Linked DNA regions of Pan troglodytes: regions 1 and 2 are each linked to region 3. Evidence: chromatin contacts called from public Hi-C and HiChIP or PLAC-seq data. All regions are on one chromosome and are shown on one strand. Each heading gives the region's core, a stretch centred on a gene start, on an enhancer-like site or on the middle of the called end of the contact. The rest is flanking DNA. Distances are from core to core; before and after follow the strand shown.

Region 1 (2,924 bases), core at 327-2,826, 790 kb after region 3:
CAGACCGCTTTCTTGTGGTTTGCCCAACACTACCACACCCCTTATCTCATTTAATCATTTCAACAGCACGAGGTTTGAAACAAACGGTGAGGTATGAAACAAAACGGTGAGGCCAGGGATTGGGAAGAGAAAGCTGTGGTTCCATCTCGGTCCAGCGTGCTGTCCACGCCAAGAGGCGGGCAGAAATGCCAGCCTCACACAATCTAGGGGACCAGGGGTGGCTGTGGCGCCCTCCTGCCCGCAGGAGGTGTTATCAGTGTCGCGGACTCTGGCGGTGTGCTGCCCCTGGTGAGATGTCATCACGTGCGTGGACCAGGGGTGGTGGCCCTGGTAAGTGTCCAGGGACTAAGGGCTCCCTGCTCTCCAGGTGTGGTGGACGGGGTCCGCGTGCATGCCGTCCTCTTCTCTAAGACGCTAAGGCGGCTGAGTTCTGTAAGTAGCGGCAAGAAGAACAGTCACGGAGCAGGCCGGGCACAAAGGGCGCAGGCCAGGTGGCCCCAGGCGGAAAGATGGCCGCAGCCAGAGGCTGCAGGTGGCCGGGCGCGCTCCCTGCGCGCGTCGCGGAGAGGACGCAGCGAAAATCAAACCCGCGATTTGGAAATCCGGCTGCGGCCCTACCCCGAGATAAGTCTTCTGCGGAGGGAAGTATTTAATTTGCATCCAGGACGGTCGGAAGAGGCGCCTTCCCGTCGGAGGCGAGGCGCGGGCGCGTGGGAGCTTTCTCGTGTGCGCTCCTCCCTGTCCTCCGCCTGCGGCCGGGGCGCAGAGTCCGTGGTCATATGAGAATGACAGTTTTTTGTCTGTTTGTTTTGGCGGGGGCGAGGGTGGCTAAAGGAATGAAAGAGCCTTGCATTAGGAGCTGGGCTCTGGTTTCCTCTCCACCATTCTAGCACAAGCTTCCTCCATGACCATGACTTTGGGCAACGTCTGTCTAGTCACTGAGCCTCAGTTTCCCTGTTCATAAAATGGGAGATTGGACTATGATGTTGTCATAGCCCAAAGGGGATGAAGCGGGATTTGCCGTCCCATTTCATCCCACCAGAAAAGCCGCCCTCCATTAGCCACCCCGGCCTGACACCCAGCGTTTTTGGACGGCCTCGCCTCCCCTTACCTGCCTCTTTCTTTCTTTTGCCCGTTCGAGGGTGGCAAAGCCGATGGGTGGGCGGGGCCTATAAATCGCCCCGCCCCGCCCCTTCCCCGCCTCCTGACGTCGCCCGCGCCCCTCCGCCCTCCGCGCGGGGAATGAAGCCGCCACGTGACCTCACATCCGGCGCGGGAGTCCTGAGCCCGCGCGCGCTCCCCCGCCTGCCTGCCGGCTTTACCCGCAGCGTGATCGGGCGCCGCCGCGGAGGGGAGGGGGGTTCTCTACGTCGCTGGCGGCGGGGGGGCCGTTTCGGAGTGCAGACCGCCCCCCTCCCCTGCCCACCTCCCGCCGCCCTCCCTTGTTCTCGCCCTGCCGGCTGCACGCCGCCGCCGCGGGCGCGGAGGAGGAGGAGAGCGCGGACGTCCCAGGGCCGGCCCGGCCCCGCCGCGGCGCCTCCTTCCCTCACCCTGAGCCGCAGCGCGCGGCGCCGGCCGAGGGCGATGGGGCTGGGCTGAGGCGAGGCGGCGGCGGCGACAGCGGCGGCCGGGTCCCCCGCGGCCCCTGGGGCTGGTCCGGCCGCGAGGGAGGCCGCGGAGGAGGCGGCGCGGCGGCGGCCAGTGAGCGGCCCCGGTGAGCGGGGCGAGGGGCGGGTGGGCGGCGGCGCCGGCGGAGGTCGAGGAGGCGAATGGTGGTGTCGGGGCGGCGGGTACCGGGCGAGGTCGCGGCCAGCCTTCTCGGGCCGGAGTTGGGCATCGCGGGGACGGGGAGTGTCGGGGACAGGTGAGGCCAGGGCAGGAGCCCACGCGGTGGGTGCGAAGGCCTGGGGGGGACGCGCCGCCTGCCGGGGGCGAGCGTGGGGGCCGGGCGCCTGGTGGTTGGTGGTCAGACCTTTCGGAAAGTCCTGTGGGAGGTGGAGGTCCCGTGGGCAGAGGCGGTAGGGGTGCTGGCAGGGCCCTCGATGGGTCTGTGCGGAACCCTGGCTCGTCCTCAGCCGTGGAGTATGGAGCTGCTTGCCATCTCCGCATTTCACAGATAAAAGGAGTGAGTCCCGTGGAGGAAAAGTGACTTCTGACTTGCCTGAGGCCTCCCACTCGGACTCTGTGGCAGTGAGGACTAGAAAAACCCAGGGCCCTTTCCCCTCGCAGTGCTCTCGTGGCCACTCTCGCTATGGCCTTTCTGTCTCTCCATTCCCTTCACACAGTCAGGTTCTGGTGGAAGTATGACCTCTGGCTTTTTTGGGGGGGTGAGGGGTAGGGGTGAAGGGGGAGGGAGTCGGGTTGGGATCGGCAGGAACTCAGCTGGGGGCTTCCCGGTGTGGAAAAAGCTTTGTGACAGGTGTTTATTGTTTCCTCTTCCCATAGATCTGACAGACATCCCTGAATCTTGGTGTTTGGACATAGGAGGTATGAATCACTCACATAATTAGCCGCTTTTAATCATCAGTGTCTTAGAGCTATATTTAGTGGTTATATTAGTGCAAAATGAATGGGTATGGAGTCGTACACCTAGAAACAGACTTGTGTTCCTCTATACGATTCTAACTAAATGAGTAGAACATACCTGGGTATGTCATGGCTACTTTAGATCTGTGAGGCAGGAAGTTAGAATTTAAAGAATCTAAGAAATGCAGGGACTTGAAAGATTATTGCAAAATAAAGCCTTTAAAAAGTTTCGTTGTTAAAATGAAAGTGTTTCGATTTGATTCCTTTGAAGGGTGAGTACATAATGAACAGTGCTCTATCTTTGGTTAGAGCTCAGCCTCTTTACCAAGGCACATGTATTAATTTTGTTTCACTGGAATATATGTGGCATTATTTTCTCTAGAGGTTTGTTGCTTTGC
Region 2 (2,877 bases), core at 177-2,676, 590 kb after region 3:
GTCGGAGGCGCTGCCCAGCAGCAGAGGCGGAGGCCCGGCCCCCGGGCCCAGGGAGCCCCCGCCGCCTCCTAGCGCCTCCCCACGGCCATTCTCCAGAGTATCCAACAAGTCCCCGCACTCAAAGTGCATGGCGACCACTAGCGCACGCTGCGCCTCGGCGGCCTCCTCCTCTGCTGGATCTCCCTCTGCCGCACGGTTCTCCTCCTCCTCCGGGCAGCCCTCGGGTTGCTCCTCTTCCTCTTCCTCCTGCAGCTCCTGCTCCTGCTGTTCGCCGAGCAGGTCCTCGGTGATGGAGCCGAGCTTGGGCGCGCTGCGGCTGCGCTCCACCGGCGGTTTATAGCAGCAGGGTCCGTGTAGGAGCAGCTTGCGCAGCGGCACTAGCGGGATGGTGTGTGCGCCCACCAGCTCCTGCTGCTGGTGACGCGCGTCGTCCCGCCGCTTGAGGCGTTTAAATTCCGCCAGCGCGTTGGCCGACGTCTGGTAGAGCAGCAGGGCCATGGCCTGCGCCTTTTCGGGCTTGGACACCAGCACGGCGTGGCAGCGCAGCATCACGGCCTTGTGCTTCAGCTCGTGCCGGTACACCCAGGCGAAGACCTTGGGCAGCCGCGCGTCGGCCACGCAGTAGGTGACGCGGTGCAGCAGGTAGAGGTGGCCCGGGCGGCGCAGCGCGCGCTCCTCGGCGTGCACCATGCGGATACCCTGCGCACTCACCGTCAGCTTCATCTTGGTGCCCTGACGGCCCGCCTCGCTCTTGCTCCAGATCTTGCCCACAGCAAGGTCGGTGCAGCCGTCGCCGCGCGCCTGGATGGTGGTGGCATTGCCCAGGTAGAGCACGGTGTAAGTTGGGTCCTCGCTAGTGATGTGCAGCTTCTTGCGCTTGGAGCGGAACATGCTGCCCACCCGGCTAAGCGCGCCTTCGGGGCACGCCCGCGCCAGCGAGCTCAGCGCCGAGTAGTGCAGGCTCACAGCGTAGCCCTTGGGCTTGGACGCCTGCCGCGGCGGCGCCTCGGCCAGCAGCTCGAACTTGTGCTTCTTCCACGGCAGCATCTCCGGAGGGCGCCCCGGCGCAGCTGGGCGGCGGCGGCGGCGGAGCGCCGGGTGCGAGGCCCGCTGAGCCACCGGCCCCTGCCGGGCTCGGCCCGGGCAAGATCGAAAAATAAAACTACTGGCAGCGGCCCAGTGGTAGGGAGTTGGGGGGAGGGGAGCAGAGAGAGTGCTTAGGAACCCCGCAGGGGGTGGGGGTAAATTTTCTAAAAAAGAAAATATTCAGCTTCGAGTGTGCAAAAAAGGTTGGTGCGGGGGAGACACGCGCGCACACAGAATTACCCCAGCCTGGGCAAGGGCGAGAGCAAAGAGTCTCAGGCAAGCAACAAAATGCAAGGGAGAGAGAACGAGCGTGGAGTGGAAAATGTCAGGAAAAAAGCTAGAAGCGCGCGTGCAAATAAATAAAGAGAGCCCCAGCAACAGCACCCGGGATGGTGCGAGAATATGCAGGAACTCCTCGGCGAACGTGAGGTGGGTCCCCTAACACACACAACCCTCAGGACTGGGGCCAAAACCCGCGGAAACTCCACAGCGAGTGTGCCCAGGGGCCGGTGCTCCCCACCTCCGAGGGGTGCTGGAGACGGAAAGCCCCTCGGCTGGGCTGGTCTCAAGAGTCAGCAGCTCGCCCAAAGTGCGGTCGGATGCTGGGTCCGGCTGGCCGCGGCGGGCCCCGCGCAGCAGTCCCGCGGGGACTCACTGCATCTTCGCTCCGCCGGACGCCGGGGACTCGCGCTCGGCCCGCTCAGTGTCCGGGCTGGCCTGGCCGAGACAGCGCTGGGCTCCGAGGACAGGGGACGGGCATGGCCGGGTCCGGGAACCGCCGCTACCTCATTTCTTCCCTCCGAGGCGGTGTCCAGCTCCGCTCCCGGGCTCTCCACGGTCTGCTGCCCGCCTTTGCAGCGCGCCCTCTCCGGTGCTGCGAGCGGCGTCCGGCTCGCCTGCCTCACATCCTTGCCGTCCGGGAAGAAGATCTCGGGTAAATATAGGCCGGCGCGAACCATTCGCCGCGCGGGGACAGGGGAGAAGCAGAGAAGAGGATCTGTTTTGGGCTCCGACTCCGGGCGGATTCCTGGTTTCTTAAAGGGACCGCGTGACAGCCATTGGTCGAGGGAGCGGGGAGACCGGTCCAATCCGCCAATTACATCCCAAATTTACCAGCATCTCTTTTGTCTATGGAAATCACTGGGACCTGGGGTTACCCCGCAGCAAAAAGACTTGAATCCTGACACTCCACCCCCCAGGCTGAATTGCCACTCACTGAATACATGTATGTCTAGATCGAAACTTCTGAGGTAGGTGGCAGAAGATGAGATTACAGATTATAATTTCCTGTACAAAAAGTTTGGGAAAATAGTGGTTTCTTCCTTGTGTGACGGCTTTCTGAGAATGACTGGGTGCTGTTTAATATTATTTTCAGAATTGTATTCCATTAAAGAAAAGAGAGATGCACAGAAAACACCAAGGCTTATCTCTCACTATCTTGAGCTCGTATTCACAGGTAAGCAGCAGACAGTGTAAAGTGAGGTGAGTGGTAACATGATTGGGGTGACTACTGTAGAATACCGTCAATGAATAAGGCGCTTCCCCGTCCGAACCCCAGCAAGACCCCCTCCTGCTGTCAGGCCTCAGGGTAGAGCAGTTTTCTGAGATACACACAATTTCTAATGCTCGTGTGTAGTTAGGACTTAGTTTACTTTGGCAAGCCGGTCATGCGGTTTCATTCTATCATTGACATATTTTGGATGAGAATTCCTAGTAAAAATTCAAATGACGTTTTTTATTTAAGTGACAAATAATGCCAGGCCACCCTCCAATGGGAGTGATAATTGCATC
Region 3 (2,727 bases), core at 224-2,723:
CGCCACCATGTCTGGCTAATTTTTTGTATTTTTAGTAGAGACGGGGTTTCGCCATGTTGGGCAGGCTGGTCTCGAACTCCTGGCCTCAGGTGATCTGCCCTCCTCAGCCTCCCAAAGTGCTAGGATTACAGGCGTGAGCCACCATTCCCGGCCTAAGCCACCATGCTTGGCCTTGCTTTTTTCTTATGGTTAAATATTTTGAACATTCTTAAATTATTAGTAAGATTTTCTAGAAATAAAAATGCTGTTTCAATGGTTGAGTATATTTTTGAGACTCATCCAATGTGGTAGGCACCGTGTTAGGTACTGGGTATACTGTGGTTAATAAAAAACAAATGTATATTGTTCTCTTGGAGTCACGTGTTCTTGCAATGAAGAAAGATGAGACTAGGGTAGTACATATATTTAGGTGGCCCTCACAGAATTACTGAGGATGGCACTTAGCCCAGACACTGGATAGGAGGTATTTAGAGATCATTTGTGTAGGTAGTGACATGTAAGCCAAGGTCTGAAGCAGAGAGGTTGGATAATCCATGCAACCTTACAATGTGGAAATGACTCAACAGGAAAAACCGTTTACCTAATCTCTGGTCAGAAATCAGAGAACTTGGCCAAAGAACTGAAGGGTTACTGTAGTTACTCAAGTTCTTTGTCTATTTAGACAGCATGCACAGCACTTGCACGTGTTTACTTAAAAACTACTGGTATAGCCTCAATTCTTAGAAGACTGAAGTTAGTACGTTTTTATCTAGTTAGCAGTGTGCAACTGCCTAGGGTCAAAACTGCTACTGGCTAGCTGTGTGACTTTGGGCACGTGACCTCGGCGTGCAAAACTCCCTGGTACTCTCAAGGAGGCTCTTGATAAAGTGTTAAAAGTCTGTTTATAAAACAAAAGTGGATGAATGTCGCCCTCCAGGGCTTTGCGGTGCTGGGGCTCGGGGAGCAGCCTCGCAGGTTCGTGCGGGCGGCGGGGGCCCCCTGCTGGCCACATCCTCCAGCCTCCCTCCGCTCGGCCTCCGGCGCGACGTGCGGCCCGGGCCATTTCCTCCCAGGGCGGGGGAAAAGGGAGGAGCTGCCGGTTTAAATTGCCTAGCTGCAGCTCGTGTGCAGGGAGAGGCCGAGACGGCTTAAAGCCTCCAAGAAATTGAGGGAAAAAAGGTGCAGAGACTAAAGTTTTACCTCTTGGTGCCTCCAGCTTCGCTTTTGGCTAACCTAAGTTCCTCTGTTCGGGCGCCTCCATTCCCTTCAAGACTCAGCTTGGATATCCTCTGGGGCTCGCCGCGTAGGGCGCCATTTCTCAGCCGGGACAGCGGGCCAGCCCTCAGCACGCTGGAGTCCGGAATCCGCCCCTCCCAACGCCGGGCGCCGGATCCCACCCTAACCCCTCCTCTAATACCCTTGGAACCTAGGACCCAGCGGTTTCGGCACGCCCGGCCCCGCCCCTCCGCGCACCGGCACCCGCGATTGGCTCCAGGCGGCGCGGCCCCGCCCCTGCCATGGCCGCCGCCTGGCGCCGGGGCTAAGTGGCCGCCGGCGTCCGGGTACCCGAGGGCTCTCCCGCGTTGCTGGCACCGCTGGCGCCGCGGCCTCGTAGCGCATGGGCCTCCTCCGAGGCGGGCTCCCATGCGCTCGGGCCATGGCGCGCCTGGGCGCTATACGCTCCCACTACTGCGCCCTGCTGCTGGCCGCGGCGCTGGCCGTCTGCGCCTTCTACTACCTCGGCTCAGGCCGGGAGACCTTCTCCAGCGCCACCAAGAGGCTGAAGGAGGCCCGCGCCGGGGCTCCCGCCGCGCCCTCGCCGCCCGCGCTGGAGCTAGCGCGGGGCTCCGTGGCGCCAGCCCCCGGCGCGAAGGCCAAGAGCTTGGAGGGCGGCGGTGCCGGGCCGGTGGACTACCACCTGCTGATGATGTTCACCAAGGCGGAGCACAATGCCGCGCTGCAGGCCAAGGCCCGCGTCGCGCTGCGCTCACTGCTGCGTCTCGCCAAGTTCGAGGCGCACGAGGTGCTTAACCTTCACTTCGTGAGCGAGGAGGCCAGCCGCGAGGTGGCCAAGGGCCTGCTGCGGGAGCTCCTGCCGCCCGCCGCTGGCTTCAAGTGCAAGGTGAGCGGGCCGCGGCTGGGGACTCCCGGTGGGTGGCCCACCCCATCCTAGGCGAGGTCAGTGCGCGCTCCCGGAGGGGATCCGGGGAACTAGCGGGTAGGATCTTCCCTGAGCTGCCCGCTTGCAGTGTAGTGTTCACAACTTGCGGGAGGTCTCGTTCGGGGGCGTGTCCGGGAGCCAGACGCCCTCAGCTGGTGCTGAGGAGTGGAGCTGCGTTTTTAATGACCGCCTCGTTTTCCTCTCCCCCAGTTAAGTGCAGCCCCCAGGAGATTCCGCGCGCCCCCATTTTGCTAACGTTGCAGGGTTCAGCACTGCCTTCAGAGTCTGCACCTCTGTTTATGTTCCTCAGTTTTTGACTGATGAGGATGGGACTGGTCACCAGTAGTCATCCTGAGCAACTGGAGAGGGCCTTGGTGAGGCCTCTGGAAGTGTTGAAGTTGCAGTGACACTTCTCATTGCTCTTAAGGTATTTCAGTAGGATCTGGTCAAACTCATTGTGAACCATCTTATCTCCTCTCTGTGTCCCTTTTCCCCCTTCCTCCAAGGGTCATGAACCCATTTAGAGAAGCCTGGAGTTCCTCCGAATGAGGAAGAGAAAGCTCAAGAGGAACAGATATGATCTGGGG

What was found. A called contact is a pair of places that touch in the nucleus more often than the background predicts. HiChIP or PLAC-seq counts read pairs in DNA pulled down with a chosen protein or histone mark.
Region 1: a Hi-C map of stem cell-derived neural progenitor cells shows a contact between it and region 3, with 4 times the contacts expected there. The contact joins the promoter of ATP13A3 here to the promoter of XXYLT1 in region 3. A contact is called at or near these places in 1 of 7 Hi-C or Micro-C datasets (stem cell-derived neural progenitor cells) and 1 of 1 datasets of contacts at active chromatin or transcription factors (stem cell-derived excitatory neurons).
Region 2: an H3K4me3 HiChIP or PLAC-seq map of stem cell-derived excitatory neurons shows a contact between it and region 3, with 20 times the contacts expected there. The contact joins the promoter of LOC134809509 here to the promoter of XXYLT1 in region 3. A contact is called at or near these places in 5 of 7 Hi-C or Micro-C datasets (blood, induced pluripotent stem cells, a lymphoblastoid cell line and 1 more), 1 of 1 datasets of contacts at active chromatin or transcription factors (stem cell-derived excitatory neurons) and 1 of 1 other capture datasets (stem cell-derived neural stem cells).

Annotation. Positions count from the first base shown.
Region 1 is chr2:197,670,469-197,673,392 of NHGRI_mPanTro3-v2.0_pri, reverse strand. It overlaps ATP13A3 (ATPase 13A3), which reads left to right and starts at 1,576. Exons shown (of 32, transcript XR_010155900.1): 1 at 1,576-1,714; 2 at 2,446-2,487.
Region 2 is chr2:197,867,711-197,870,587 of NHGRI_mPanTro3-v2.0_pri, reverse strand. LOC134809509 reads left to right here and starts at 1,426. Exons shown (of 3, transcript XM_063806429.1): 1 at 1,426-2,020; 2 at 2,462-2,542. The coding sequence starts at 1,489. It overlaps FAM43A (family with sequence similarity 43 member A), which reads right to left and starts at 1,364. Exons shown (of 1, transcript XM_516959.8): 1 at 1-1,364. The coding sequence starts at 1,047.
Region 3 is chr2:198,456,991-198,459,717 of NHGRI_mPanTro3-v2.0_pri, reverse strand. It overlaps XXYLT1 (xyloside xylosyltransferase 1), which reads left to right and starts at 1,473. Exons shown (of 4, transcript XM_516961.7): 1 at 1,473-2,101. The coding sequence starts at 1,598.